Linked DNA regions of Mus musculus: region 2 is linked to region 1. The links are chromatin contacts, called in public promoter capture Hi-C maps. All regions are on one chromosome and are shown on one strand. Each heading gives the region's core, a stretch centred on a gene start, on an enhancer-like site or on the middle of the called end of the contact. The rest is flanking DNA. Distances are from core to core; before and after follow the strand shown. Region 1 holds the start of Lrmda (leucine rich melanocyte differentiation associated). Region 2 overlaps Kcnma1 (potassium large conductance calcium-activated channel, subfamily M, alpha member 1).

The links. Promoter capture Hi-C pulls out the DNA fragments that hold promoters and counts their contacts.
Region 2: a contact with region 1 is called in a promoter capture Hi-C map of embryonic stem cells, with 9 times the contacts expected there. The contact joins the enhancer-like site here to the promoter of Lrmda in region 1. A contact is called at or near these places in 2 of 39 promoter capture datasets (embryonic stem cells and frontonasal cranial neural crest), 1 of 15 datasets of contacts at CTCF or cohesin (the NIH/3T3 cell line), 5 of 115 datasets of contacts at active chromatin or transcription factors (acute myeloid leukemia, embryonic stem cells, large pre-B cells and 1 more) and 2 of 9 other capture datasets (adipose tissue and embryonic stem cells).

Annotation. Positions count from the first base shown.
Region 1 is chr14:22,015,535-22,023,201 of GRCm38.p6, reverse strand. Lrmda (leucine rich melanocyte differentiation associated) reads right to left here and starts at 3,490. Exons shown (of 7, transcript NM_028275.1): 1 at 3,294-3,490. The coding sequence starts at 3,323. Gm41106 (a long non-coding RNA gene) reads right to left here. Exons shown (of 2, transcript XR_874397.2): 1 at 6,857-7,667; 2 at 4,397-6,161.
Region 2 is chr14:23,392,941-23,400,607 of GRCm38.p6, reverse strand. The region is part of intron 19 of Kcnma1 (potassium large conductance calcium-activated channel, subfamily M, alpha member 1); the gene reads left to right. Among named protein-coding and RNA genes, the nearest start is that of 5430425E15Rik, 110 kb to the left of the region's middle. Within about 2 kb of position 4,762, at least 5 of the 459 cell types and tissues checked have an H3K27ac peak or open chromatin away from gene starts, as enhancers often do.

The DNA.
Region 1 (7,667 bases), core at 2,241-4,740:
GCACCAATATAGCATCAAACAAGTATCACTAACCCTCTCTTAAAATTTTTATTGAGATCTTTCCCTTGCATTTAAATCATCCCTTTATTTAGGATATCTTCTCTAAGTACTGAAAAAGTTACAACCAATTTCATTCTGGGATATTTCAGCTACATTATAATGAAATGATAACCCATCCCTTGGGCTTCTCGGGAGGTTTTCCCTCATTTAAGAGGAGTCAGGGTGGAGCAAGCCAGAGAAATGGATCAGCTGTTTCGAGCACTTCCAGAGGACACAAGTTCTGTTCCCAGCACCCATGTCTGGTTGCTCACAGCTGCCTGTGACTCCAGCTCCAGGAGCTCCGTCATAGTCGTTACATTGTTTTCTTTGTCCAGAGAGACAAATGTCTCTCAGGCTGTCCTGGATGACCTTCTTCTTCTACCACTAGCCCAAAGCAACTCCTGGAGAAAAGGGTTTGCTTAGATTACATAGTCCAGATCACTGTCCACTGAGGCAAAAAAAAAAAAAAAAAAAAAAAATCGGGGGCGGGGGGATGGCTGGAGGCAGGAACTGAAGCAGAGACCAAGGAGGAACTCCAAATATTGGCTTGCTTTCCATGGTTTGCCTACAGGCCACTCTGATGGGGGCATTTTCCCCATTAGGGTCCCTCTTCTCAGATGACTCTAGCTTATATGTCAAGTGACAAAAACCTAACCAATACAATATTTGATGTTCCCTTCCAGCTTTCTTGGGCAGGCACACACACACACACACACACACACACACACACTGCTTACACATGCACACACAATGCACACAAATAAAAATAAATACTTTTAAGTTATGTTTATTTGTGTGTGTGTGTGTGTGTGTGTGTGTGTGTGTGTGTGTGTCTGTGCATTAAGGTCATAGTACAACCTATAGATCAGTTTTCTCTTCTGCTTTTGGTTTGTTTGTTTGTTTGTTTGTTTGTTTGTTTGTTTTTTCAAGACAGTTTCTCTGAATTAGCCCTGGCTATAGTGGAACTCACTCTGTAGACCAGGCTAGCCCCAAAGTCACAGAGATTTGCTTGCTTCTGCCTCCAAAGTGCTGACATTAAAGGTATGTGCCACCACACCCAGCTCAAAGTAAATCATTTTAAAGATTTTTTTTTTTTAAGAAGGATCTAGGACTGGAGATGTCACTCAGTGGTAGCATGCTTCCTTAGCATGTTGAAGTCCTGGGTTAGAGTCCCAGCACCAAGTTAATTAATTATTAAAAGATCTATCTGAAAGTAGAATAGTGGTTTCCTGGAATATTCACTGGTAAGCAGTTAAAAGGAATATCTTCTAATGTTCTCTAATACACAGTAGCAGTGGGTGATAGCCACTGTGAATTGTGTGTTTCAGAACGGCCAACAGAGAGGACTGGCAGTCTCGAGCACAAGCAACTAAATGGTAAGTGTTTACTATAATGATACACCAGTCCTACTCTTCTGATCATTACACACTATACCTGTACTGAAATATTATATTGCATCCTATTAAATGGCTATTTTTCAGAAAAGGAGCTGCCTTTTAGAATTGCACACATTGAAGGTGCTGCCTCTCACAGTGGGTTCTGTTATAAATTGTGTGAAGCAGATGCTAGCAAAATAGTCTAACCCCAGAGCCAGATGGCGTAGGAAAGGAGATAATAACACCCCAAGGTACTCTGGAGCCTTCCTAGCTCCTCTGGATAATTTACCTTGAAATACTGGGCAGGGCCAAAAAAAAAAAAAAAAAAAAAAAAAAAAAAAAAAAAAGCCTTCCCACAAGTCAGCAGATGCCCCTGAGCTCTGTGAAGGTACCTGAAGCATCAAGTCTTGAGGAGGACAAGATAAGAACAAGGAAGTCTTGGGAAGTTTCAACCTCACTGTCAAGTTCTCCAGGAACTTGGAAGAAACTAAGCACAAAGAATGCTGGGACCAGAAATGCAGAGACCACAGTATGCAGGGGGAGAGGACCCTGCTTTGTAGGCAGATGCATGAGGGCAGGACCCCCTTCCCGGGCACACACCCCTCTTTCTAGGAAGCCAAACCTCCCAGAAGCCCCTATACCCTGGCTTAAAATAAGATTCTCCTTTTCTGGCCGCTCAGTGGAGGCTGACAGCAGCCTGGCAGGCTCACTGCTGAGCTCTGGACTTGTGCCTGTCTGAGACTCCAGGCAGAGCCAGGGATCCTAGGAGATTAGGCCAATAGGGGCAGCAGAGAGATGGCAATTCAGCTTATTTCCATCAATACCTGCAGGGTGCCTGGTGCATAGAAGTCACTCAATAAATGTATTCAGTTGAGGAATAAACTACCAGACTCTGTTTTTTTAAAAAAAAAAAAAAAAAATGGAGTAGTTTGGTAGGGTGCACCCAGCAGGTATTTGTGTTTCCCCTTTGTAAAACTCTGAGGCCTCTGAGGAAGAACAATTCCCTTATCCCTGATGCTCTGAGCCTAAAGGGAGAACTTTCACCCTGTCTCCCTAGGGTGGAGAACTTTGCATAGTGAGTGCTGGCTTCATGGGAGGCAAAGCAAAAGAGAAACTACTTTTTTTTTCAGCACATACAGGGTCCCTGCTCAGCCTAGGGGAGTTTACCAGAGACCTTACCAAAGAGCTGAAAACGGGCACTGCGGGGTGTCTACCATCCAGTCTTGCCATGCCTTAGTGACACCTCTTCAAGAACCAGAGTAAAAATGTAGCACACCCTGGGCCTCCACCAGCCTTGAAAAGGAACCTCATTGTGAAAACAGAGCTCCTCCAGCCCCCGGCCAGGCGACACTCTGTGGTTTTCGTTGTGGCTCTGATGACTCTGTGCGCTTTGCTGCCATGCCCCCTCCCCCCTTTCTCCCATGTAAATGTATCAGATCATTTGTACAGTTGCCCTGGTATCAATAGGTAAACGGTTGCGTATTAAAACATTTTTCTTGCACCCTAAAAGTTCTTCTAAAACCCGCATTGTGAAAGAAGAAACTGAACCACTTTTGGTGAAAAATATGAGCCACCAGCACTGGGTCGCATGGAGAAGTTAGTCCCTAAGTGTTGATCAGTGTGACTCTAAGGACAGAGGGAGTTGGGGGATCTCAACTGCTTATCACACCACTACAAAGTGTGGCAGGATCAAAAGAAGAGTCTGACCCTTCTTCAACTTGGAGAAAGTGTGGGTACTTGGCACACATCACCTGCACATGCGACCTCCTCCCAGGGAAAAGGCACTCAGGTTAAAAGCCTTGGAGACCCGTGCCCCTCTGTCCCTCCCATCCCCAACTGGATCCCGGGACTAGATGGGGCTCACTTGGACCGACTTACTTGAGTTCCACTGACCATGAGCCCAGCCATTGTGGCAGGAACCCAGCAGGCGGGCGGCACTGAGCAGGGTGGCGGGCGGCGCAGTTCCGCACTGGGAGGTCAGCTGACCAACGGAAGCCCTAGACTCCGGTCGGCCACCAAGAACTGTGCGCAGCAGCGCTGCCGCCGCTGGCTGGCTCAACCCGGTGCACGTGAACCTGCACCTCCGGGCAGCTCGCAGCGGGTGGCCCGCGGCGCTGCACCCAGCGTGGGAACCCCACGCGACTACTCCTCTCTCCTGCCCAGTTCCTGTCCGGTTCCTCTACGGCCCCCGCTCCCCAAAAGGTGCCCCTTCCAGAATCCAATGCCCAGAGCTTTATTGCATTCATCAGACTCAGACTTGAAGTGAAGGGTGAAGGGGGTCCCCATCGTGGACGTGTCAGCAGAGTTGCTGCTAGTTCCCGACTCAGAACTGGGCCTTCCCAGAATTTCACAATCTAGGTTACATAACCGTCCTCAACTGCTGGAAGGAGGGGCCTCTTCACTCAAAGTCCCCAGTACAGTCTAAAAAGTATGAGCTTGCTAGCAGTGGGGAATGGGTCTCCTGGTGGGATGGAGTTTCCATTTGTTAGAGAGAAGGCTACAAGGAAAGGTTGAATTTTCCCCTTAAAGTGTCAGCTGGTCATACAGCCCCTACTCTCTTCAGGCCCACCACCACCGCAGTAGCTGACAGTAATGAAAGTTAGGGCAGGAATATTGATAATGTCTCCTACTCTCAGGATCCTTTTGTTCTTATTCTCCTCCAAGGGAAGAGACATGTGTAAGAATCAAAGCTATTAATCCTGTCGGCAGCACACACACGAGCCTAAACACACATACGTGTATACACACACACACACACACACCCCTCCCACCTCACCCTCACCCTCCAGAAGGAAGAAGTGACCATTGTCACCTCCTGACTGGGAAATCCAACCCAAGACCAGCAGCTCCCACATTCCAGATTTCCCTCTGGAACCTTCTTCTTGCCTGCTCTTGCCTTCCCACCTCCACCCTAAGGATGGTGCCAGTCCTTACCTATCATTGGGGTCGTGGCTGATAGATAGGCCTAGAGCAAAGTCACGTTAGCAAGAGAAAAACACATTTAATCCAAGTTTTCCATGGTAGGGGAGCCTTCAGAAATGAAGGTGTGGTGGATGGGAAACCACAGGCCTGTAATGACAGCACTTGAGGGGCTGAGGCGGTATCTCAAACTGGAGGCCCGACGGGGCTACATAACAAGACTGTGTCTCTGAGAAGAAAATAGTGTGTATGTCCGTGTGTGTGTGTGTGTGTGTGTGTGTGTGTGTGTGTGTGTGTGCGTGTGTGTGTGTTCATGTGTGTGTGTATGTGTGTGTATGTATATGTTGGTATGTGTGTGTGTTCATGTGTATTCGTGTGTGTGTGTGTATGTGTATGTATTCATGTATGTTCGTGTGTGCATGTGTGTGCATGTGTGTGTGCATGTGTATGCATTCATGTATGTTCATGTGTGTGTGTGTGCATGTGTATGTATTCATGTATGTTCGTGTGTGTGTGCGCTCGCGTGCGCTCGCACAAAGATACAGCTCAGACTGGATGAAGCTGAGTTAGCTGAACAGGAATATGACGGACAAAAGGGTGCACTATTGAGTGTGTAAACATTAAAGGGAGAGGGCAGGAGAGCATCCCTCCCCCAGGGAGCCCACTGGGACTCTTCTGGGATCAGGATCTAAGGACTCTCCATCATACAAGGCAACTTGATTTCTTTGCGACCAGCTCCCACCCAGAAAGACAGCTTCAAGTAGGATCTCTAGGATGTAAGTCTTGCTCTGAGGGAGAGGGGGTCAGGTTCCCAGGATCCACCTTGGGGATGAGGAGTCTTGGCTTCTATGACTCATTTCTAGAGAGAGACGGTGCTGGAGACAGAAGAGCAGGAGACAGGAAGAGACTGCTTCTGAGGCTGAGCTGGGACCTTCCCTTCCCCATAATTATTATTACATTGTGTGTGTGTCCATTATAACATATATACATGTTCGCACTTGAAGAGGTGGATGACAGCTTTCGAAAGTTGGATCTCTCCTACCAAGCAGGTCCAGGAGAACTAACTCAGGCCCTTGGGCTTGACAGTGGTCACCTTTACCAGCTTAACCATCTCACTGTGCTCCCACCCTTTCCCCTTTCATTCTAAATGCTCATCCTGCCAGAGCCCTGGACTGTGGAGTGCCACTTTCTGAGTCCCTGCCCTGACTTGGCTGTTCTGCTCTCTTTATAGATGGATGCCAACATCACTCAACTAGATAAGGAAAGGCAGAGTCCTGGTCTCACTTTCAGGGCAGGTACTGTAGCTTGGCAGGACCACAGATAATTGTGGCTGCCACCTCCATACAGGAGAATGGTCACGAGACTTTGGCTGTCATTGTCTCTGTGTCTAAGCAGCACTTAGAAGCCACTGGCTATGCCTCCAATGATGACAGCTGTGATTGTGGTCAGAATTTTGCTCTGCCAGACAGTCCTGCTCTTCCAGACAGTCCTGCTCCTAGCACATCGCTAGACAGACAGGCTAGGATGGCAGCCTGCTGTTGTGCATCCAGAGGTTTCTGGAGGCTGCCTGCCTGCCCCTCTCTTTTACACTTGTCCCATAGGAAGAGTGGCTGCAGCCAAGTGGAGTCGTGGAAACGCAGTCAGACTATTTACTTTAGGTGGTTCCTGGAAACGCTTCAAGTGACGGGCAACAACAAAAAAGCTTTCCAGAGAGAAGGGGGGTGAAAAGGAGACTCCCAAGGCCTGGTGCCCCCAGGACAGCTGCCCCCTCCTACATTCAGTGCAGAGTCCAGGCTATCCAATCCATTGTCCACTTGGGTTTTCTGCCTGAAAGAGAAGAAATGGTTCAGTGAGGTAGCAGTTGTGATACTCTGTCCTCCCCTGCCACCTCCTACCTCAACCTGCCTAGAAGGACCTTAAGCAGAAGGTGACTCATAGAAGCCAGTGCCAAAACAAGGACCCCACTCATGCCCTTCCTCCACACACGGCTGCATCTTCTAAGCCAAGACTGTTATGCAAACACTGCTGATCACTAACACCATCGTGGACAAGGCTGGTCCCCCTTCACACGCGTCTCATGGCTGTTCCCTCCTCCACAGAGCCTCAGAAAGATTTTAAAACCCAAAATCTCCCAGTGTCTCCCATCCAGTTCCTCATAGAAGATATAATGTGATCTTCAACATCTCTGACAGGGCTGGAAGTTCATCTTGACTGGTAAAGAGCTTGCCTAGCATTGTCCAAGGCCCTGGGCTCAATCCTTCCTACCATAAAAAGGGAGGGAGACCCTGGTGCATATGTGTTACACATAAAATAAATCAATAGAATATAACAAAGGGGTTTTTTTTTAAGAAACATCTTTCTTATAGTCAGTCCCATCTTTCTATCCTCTGCCTGGACTCAGAGGAGATTTTAGTTTTGCCTGGAAATGCCTCCCCAGTGGCTCCTGTCTCCTACTCTGGGAACACACCAAGAAAGCCAGTTGACAGTGCATGCAAGGATCTTGGGAAGATTGTGAAACAAACCTCAGGATAGCTCCATCGGATGGAGGGTTTAGTGTATACTGTAGGGATCTGCAGAAAGTTCTTGATCAGAGTGAATGTCTGGGGTGGTTCCGGCTGCTACCGCAGAGTACCATAAACCCAAGTTAACAGCTGGGAATTCCTCATAGTTCTAGAGGCTGAGGAGTCCGAGATCAGGTGCCAGCAGATTCTATGTGTGGTGAGAGCCCACTCGCTGTCTTACCAGCAGCTACATCTCCCTGTGCCCTGTGAGGGACAAGCTAGCCATTGGAAGGGGGATCAGTAAGGACACTAATCCCATCGCAAGGGCCCCTCTGGTGACCCATCACCTCCTAAAGACCTCAGCTTCAAATACTCAAAGGGTTAAGGTTTTAACATGAACTTTAGGAGGACCCAAGCATTCAAGCTCTCCTGTTAGTAGTTTCCCTGGGGGTTGCTGTCAGAAGGCTCAAGCTGAAACTAGGGAGCTATCCTCTGCACTTGCCTGTCAGCTTCTGGGCGTTGGTCTAAAGAACAGAACAATGGGGGAGAAGACGAGGAGGAAGAGGAAAGGAGTGGAGATGAAGGAACACTAGATCTTATCTTCCTACCCAAGAAGATGGAGATGGGAGAGGGAGACACCTTTCTGCTTCCCTCTGACTAAACAAAAAAAATTGTAAGTAAAGTAGTCCTCCTCTTTGCAGGGAAGAGGGTAAACAGGGGCCGGAATGGAAGGATTTATAAGAATGAACAAGGAGCAGGAGCCTTGTTGAGGCTTCTGGATGGGCCAACTCCACTCCGGCCCCAGGAGCACTGAAAGGAAGGGGAGGCTCGT
Region 2 (7,667 bases), core at 3,513-6,012, 1.4 Mb before region 1:
ATATTAAATACTTTTTAAAAACATAACTATAGGCAACAACTGTTTATTTCTTCTATCTATATGTATAGCCTATTTTCAAATTTATTTTTTAAACCAAAGATACATCTTTAAAAAAAAAAAAAGAAAGAAAGAAAAAGAAAAGTACAACATGTGATAAATACTGCCTTGTTTACGAGACAGACATTTTTATTGAGAGAATAATTTACCTATTTTCTTTAGTATTCTACCTGTTAGTAACTTGGAAGATATACTTTACTTATGTTGTAAATGAATAATAATTTTAATTCATTAACTTTGAGCGTCCATTAGGACATTTCTGTGCTGGGCTTTTGAAACTTCCAGGTATAAGTGGTGGGCGCTGGCCAGTGCTGGACACTCTTTGCCTTGCCTGTGTGGTTTACAAAGTGTTATTAATCCGACCAAACCACACAGCACATGGTGGGGAAGCAGTTCCCTGTCCAGGACTCTACTTCCAAGAACTGATTTTGTTGACAATGACTTTTCAGAAAACAATTGTCATTAGTTTTCAGTAAAAGCTGGTCCCTGCTGGCCTCCCTTCCAGATCTCTGCCCAGACGACAGGAAACAACAAGCTGAGAGTCAAGGATAGGTTGATCACTCAGTAAGACATCAGCTTCCTATAACCCACAGAACCCTTCTCCAAGAGGTTCAGTAACTTTATCTTGCCATCAGTTCCCCTGCTCGGGATAAGAAATGTCCATGGCAGACCCCTGCACTTAGGTTGTATGCGCTTCTAATATGTCTTATCTTGGACAAAGTTATAAGTGTAACTTTGTAGCAGCCTGAAGGAAATTGGGCTGAGCTAGGCAGGGTTTCATCATTTTCTCCAACGAGTTTACTTCCCACCCACCAGAATAAAGGGGAAAAAAGTTTAAGATGATCTGACTTGCTCAGGTATTGTCCAAAGTCTGTCATTCGGGATGTGAAGTTTTATAGCATGTATCTATCCAAGACTCTTTAGCTGTGTGCTCAGGTACCCTGGTTGTTCCATTCACAGTGATCCTCTTAGAATCCTTATATTAGTATTTTCAAGGTCTTTGCTTTACTCGTTGCTTCCACCCTCTGGTCTCTCCACACTTTATTATTGCCCATTTCTACATTATTCTCAACTGTGTGTATCCGCAGAGGACCATGATCTTTGGGCACACAGAAACCCAGGCTGGTATGTCTTCCCATCTCATTCTTGTCTCTAAACTTATTTTCTGTGAAGGTCCCACTGGGTAAGACTGACTGTCTGGGGTGTGTATTGATCTCTGATGTGACATTGTCATATAATTCTTTTGTATGGCTAGGTTTATATAACTTGTGTATTACATATTTGAGGGTAAATCTGTCTTGTTTATCTAGCTTAACTTGTCATTCTCATTTTTTTGATGTCTTTTGGAGATTTAAAAGGAAAGTACAAGAAAAAGCAAAGTCCTGAGGTTTCATTTAATTATTACTTTATTTACTTATTTATTGCTTCATTCATTCATGTATGTATATATGTATGCATGTATGTATAGAATGTTGGGAATTGAACCTAGGAACTCGTGTTTGCTAGACAGTTATTCTACTCTTGAACTTCATCCTCAGCCCAGTTTTCCCAAGGTTTTGGTTGAATAGACAGGCATGAGACTCAAACATTGGCATTCTACAAATTTCCCTGGTTCATTTCCTTGGAAGCCAGAACTTTAATCGCCAAAGCAAATCAGATTTTCCCTGGCACAGCAGTCTTTTTTTTTTTTTTTTTTTTTTTCCTTTTGTAACCTTCTAGGTGGAGTCTGGTAGGAAGTATTAGAGAGTTATTTTGTGGCTGGCTAGTTATGTGGCCTTTAGTCAATGGCTGGCTCCAATTATATTTCCCACATAATAGGAGACAGCGTTCAGGCTCAAATCATCACTGAGCAGAGCTGGGAAGGTCTTACATTTAATGAATTCCAACCTCCTAGGATGGGAAGTGTCTTGCTGATGCCGCACATGAGATCTAGGCCTTGGATCAAGAAGCCAGGGCTCCTGACCACGAGACCCTTTCCTTTACTCTGCCAAGCTTGATCTAGCCACTAGGATCAATTTACTAGTAAACCTCACCAGGGGCTCAAGTCTGTGGGAGAGTCATCGATGTGTGAGGTGTGTGTAACGACATTAGAGGGACTTCAAAGTCTAGTTGGGGACACATTAGAGCAGGAAATAAGTTAATAACAGAACTAACTAAGGAGATGACAGGGAGTAATATGAGAAGAGCCAAGAAAGTCTTAAAGAAGACAGTCTACCTCATTTAGGAACGTTTTTCTGGAAAGGGAGAGGGTAGCTTGTTTCTTGAAGGCTCAGTAGACTAATACATTGGGAAGGAGGTATCACCTCCCCCATCCCATTACTTAACTACCCTGCCAATGTATGTCTATCATCTCATGGCCCCCCCACCAGAAATCCAGGAAAAAGAGCCCCTTACAGTCAGACAGCACACGTTTCCTGTAATTTAGAGGGAACAGTGGGGTTTCTCCATGTTTCTTCACATCTGAGTTTCATTTGTCACAGCCTCCTCAAGTGGAGCCCATTGAAAAGTTTTTTGGCTTGCTTTGTTTTATGACACTTAGCAAACCTAATTACTTGGCCTGAACAGTTCACTGGGGCCACACAAATATGGCTCAAAGGCCACTGTTGAATAATGCAAAGGATGAGGGTGGTACAGGACACCAAACTCATTCTCCCAGTTGGACAAAGGATCAGTTGCCTACGGGAGGCAGAAAGAGAATAGGAGCCAATTTAAATAGAGTGCTGAGCCATTAAAGGACAATAGACAGGCAATGTGGAGGATCCCATAACAGACTTCCAAATTATTCCTCAAGTCAAGAAAACAGTTGTGGAGAAAGTTTAGCAAGAGTGTAACAAGGGGACTCATCAATGCACTTTTTACAGTTTCCATCCATTTTCAGAATATCACTAGGACCTAAGTACTTGGACTGTTCACATTACATAGGAAAGCCAATTGGAATTTTGTAAGCCTCCAATGTGTAGGTTTGAAGCCAGTAGGGTGCTTTCCAATCCTGGTACATAGCTCCTACCCTCCTTGCCACACAGTATCAACTGACAATTGGAGACATAGCATGCCATAAGAATTTGCCCTATCTTGGGAGTATTGTGCTTAAACAAAGGCTAATGAGGACTGCCTGCCTTGTGAAGCCAGGGACTATATACAGCAGTGGGGGATTTGTCCAGTTGCGGAACCCATATCCTGTGAGACAACAGACTTTCCTAGAATGAATACCTGGTTTCCTGCAAGATTTTTAAATGTAGTTAGAAATCCATGGTTTTGTGGGTAAATTTCTGGCTGAAAAAAAACAAAACAAAACAAAACAAAAAACAAAACAAAACAAAACAAAACAAACAAACAAAAAAAAACTGTCCCCTACAGAATTCCCTGGATTAGCAGGATGGAGTTAAGCAGAGCTTACCAGTGACTCCATTTGTTTGTCAGGCTATTACCTTGTGATCTCTGCATCACAGGGCATCTGATCTCTCAGATCTCTAGAAAGAAAAACAATAGATCTTATAATGCCCAGTAATTCTGAAACCAGAACCCCAAAGAGGCCTAGAACACTGTGAAAATGGCTCCATTTGTAGAGTTCTTATGATGTAAGCATGACGCATGACAATAGAAGTACACTCCCCAGAACCTGCCTCAGAAGTCCCATGTGCTGCTATGTACCTGTAATCCCAGCATTGCAAGAGCAGGCATAGGACATGTTGCTAGTCAGCTTAGTCTAGCCATATCATTGAACTTCAAAGATTAAGGTGAGAGAGATTGAAAAAGACAGTTAATGCTGACCTCTGGCCTGCACATGTGCGCACTCACACACACACACACACACACACACACACACACACACACACACACACACACACTGTTAAGACTTCCAAGATCCCCTATCATCTAATTCTCCTTTATGGGTGGGGTTCTGGTGGCTAATGATCTGAGTTCAGTGAGCAGACCTAAGCTCTGCTTCTGGCTTTGATTTTTAGTGTAGTCTTGAACCCAAAGAAGATGAGACCAGAGCACTTTGGAACCCTTCAAGCCGAAGGATCTACACCCCACAGCTTCTTTTCACAGTGTGCTGAGCAAGGAACCCACTGCACACTTGTATTCTTAAAATGCTGCACAGGATATATCCGGACAATAAATTATAGTAGAGATGGATTCTGAGCTGACCATTCAGCACTGTCTTTAGAAGGTTACTATGTCCTTAAGAAACATACCATACTAAATGTTGTGTTTAGTGTAAAATCACAATCCCAACTGTGCCTTGCCTCCCAAGGTTAAAAGCATCCCATATTTCTAAAGGGCTCTGTCAGGACATTTTTCACTGGGTACCTGGGTTGCACTAAAAAATCCATGCATTTTGCTTTTATCAGAGTTTCAGAGAAATATCGTGTTAACCATCTGGAATACATATTAGAATTCTAGGGCCCTTGACACAATGGACTCCACAGCAGATATGGTGTTTATGGATGACCTGATAATGGTAATATTAATGATCTTTATTTATATAATACATGGTTTAGAAAACAGCTCTATGTAGACACAGTTGGATTCGGGGCTGGTCTTTAGAAGGCAGAATCAGCCCACCAAGCACTAATTTTAACAACAGAAATAGCAGAGTGAAAACGGAAATAAAAGTATGATTGACATCTGCTACTCATATTCATGTGAAGCTGTTTAGCGGGGAGGGGGAAAACAGGAAGAGGGTGAGATATCAGTTAAAGCATACGAGCTAATAGGAACTCGCAACCCAAACTGAAAATGTAAACCAGCATAGCAGTAACTGGGAGCGGTGGATGTGGGGTTGCACTGATGTCTGCAAGAGTTCTGACACCCTCTCACTTTTTTGTTTCTCACCCTGGGCAGGTGGCAAGACTCAGGTTCCAAGGCAGCATGATCCTTTCTCCACTCCTCTGGCTATCTGACAATTTGTAAACCCAGGAGGAAGCCTGTGTTGCACAGGCTGTCCTTAGCAATCTCATGCACACAGTGTGAAGTGATCCAAAGAAATAAGCCACTGGTTGTTTACCTCATAGCATTCTGTGGGGTGGTGGGAACAGCCACTCGAATGAATGCCCTTGAGAAATGCGCAGGGCCAGGGTAGGGAGAGGGTGCAGTCAGTTTTAAGAGCATATCTGGAATCTCAGAAGTCAAGAACGTCATCTAATATCTTTAAATAATGAAAATAGAGGAAAGATCATAATGAACGAAATCTCATCTTTTTGAAAGGATGACCTAGTAAACAAGGTTTAATGCCAGTGTTTAGCCTTGGAATCTAACAGGGAGGAAACCAAAATGGGCAGCAGTAAGCTGGGAGCTTCACTTACCCATGTGAGTCCTTTTAAGGTGCAGAGAGCAGTGGCTGGCACCTTAACAGGGGTTTTCCTCATGATGATATAAATGAAACCTACACAGTAATAAATAAGGCATACTAGAAGGAAGTTTGTTTTCAGGTACCCCACATTCTGTTACATTTCTTTATGTCTTTGTTAAATGTTTGAGCTGAGAATTGCCACCCTGACATTTACAATGATGGTTTTAGACAGGAGGCTCAAAAATATCAGCACTAACCTTAAAATAAGTAAGTAAGTAAGTAAGTAAATAAATAAATAAATAAATAAACAAGGATGCTTGTATATTCCACGTCATCACTCTGTACGCTCCAGCTGATGATTTTATTAAGGATGCAGCAGGAAGGAAAGAATCAAGGATAATTATAAATTCATAAATACATAATTCATTGGCATGAGATGATTTTAATGGGATGGATGCTGGGTTGTCTCTTTCTTCAAGAAAATAACGTCAGTGCTCTGATTAAAGCCCATAATCTGGCCTCTATGAAATACTTGCCAAACTGATGGGGTGCATTTTCTTCTCTGAAACCATCTTTGATAAGAAACGCATTACAAACTCATCAGTTTGGCTTCCTGTTAACAAAGAGACAGCAGCCGTCTGGATCATTCTGGATTCTCAGTGAAACTGCCATCCCATGTATCCCACAACTAACGCTATGCCAGTTTGACAAGGGGCAGACGAATCCAGGAGTTACTATGCGGGGGTTTAAATCTATGCGGCAGCTGACGGTTGAAATAATCATCTGTATATGGCTCTGAGCTAGCCGGGGAAAGGTTGAAGCTGTATATTTTCAGCATATCTACTCTAATGGTTAATCTGTTGTCTTGTACAGGGCTCTCACAGGGTGGACCTGCAGCACATCCTGACAGCTTAGAGGAATTACTCATAGAGGATGGGCTTTCGCCTTGACTCTCAGAGTATCCCGGTAGATGAATTTAAGTTCGCTTGATTGAAAAAGGTGGAACTCACCTGACTCAGGTCCTCAAAACATGAAGGGACCAATAGGGCCCATAGCAGGTTGGGTCATAGGGACAGTAGTGTCACGAAATGACCTCTATCTGCCCCCAAGTCCTCAGACTGTGTGCTTCAATATAATAGGACTCTGACCCATTGTATTGCTTGCCTGTTTGGGCAAGTGGGAAAGTATAGTGCCTTTTGGAAAGGTCAGAAGCTGGACAGATGTGCAGAGGAGCCTGCTGAAGGCATCAACACAGATTTTCTGCCAAGGGTCAGCTGGTTAATATCTTTAGCTTTGTAGGCTATATGGTCTCTATTGAAGTTATGAAGTTGCTCAATATTGATATAGAAGAAAAGATGCTAGGGACAACAGGGAAATAAATGTTGGTGGCTCTGGTCACATGTAATTTTATTTATAGAGACTAAAACTCGAATTTTGTTTTGTTTTGTTCTTGGTATTCTCAGTAGAATCCAGGTCAGCCCCAAACCCTAATCCTCCTGCCTCAGCCTTTGAAGTGCTGAGATTACATACCTTCCCATGCCTCCTAGCTAACACCATTTTAATGTTTTAGGAAATATTAGCCTTATAGCTTTTACCAATCATTAAACAATTGTGGGCTATACAAAAGCACATGGGAGGCCACTGTTGACCCTGGTTATGAAGAGTCATGAGAAGAAGGCAGCTTCTGGTGCCAGGAGCTGAGCAGACTTCATCCATGCTCTAAATGACCTAAAAACACAACCATCGCACAGTAGGGCTTCAAACAAAAAAAAAATCAATTCTACCTTTGGCCTGCAGGCCTTCCCATCTGGTTGGCTTGAGGAAGAATGTGGTGGGGGTGGAGGGTGGGGTGGGGTGGGAGATGGTGATTAGGGTTGAGCTGGGTTTTTTTGAGTTCTGTTTAAGTCCTGCCCTAGTTTGGTTCAAATGAATTAAAAGTGGTCTTCTTGCTCCGGTAGCCCTCTTTAGACTCGCCTAGAATCACTCAGGGATGTTCTTGCATTTCTCATTTCACTTGTATGCTCCTCCCCCAATTCTATTGTTCATGTCTGGGTCTTTTTGCTGAGAGGGTAACACCTAGGATTTTCACCTGAGCCTCCACTGTACTGGAGGCAATAGAGAAGCCTATTCTAAGGTGAAAAAATAAAAAAGAAGGAAAAGGGCCAAAGGCAACTAGATGTCCTAAAGGAGTGCATAGTGATGGGCAAGTACAGCAGGGTCAGAGTTCAGGGAAGATAAATGACCCGAGATTCTAGATGCAATCCAATTGGATGGAATTTGTGGGTACCATGGGAATACACAGTCTATCTAGTTT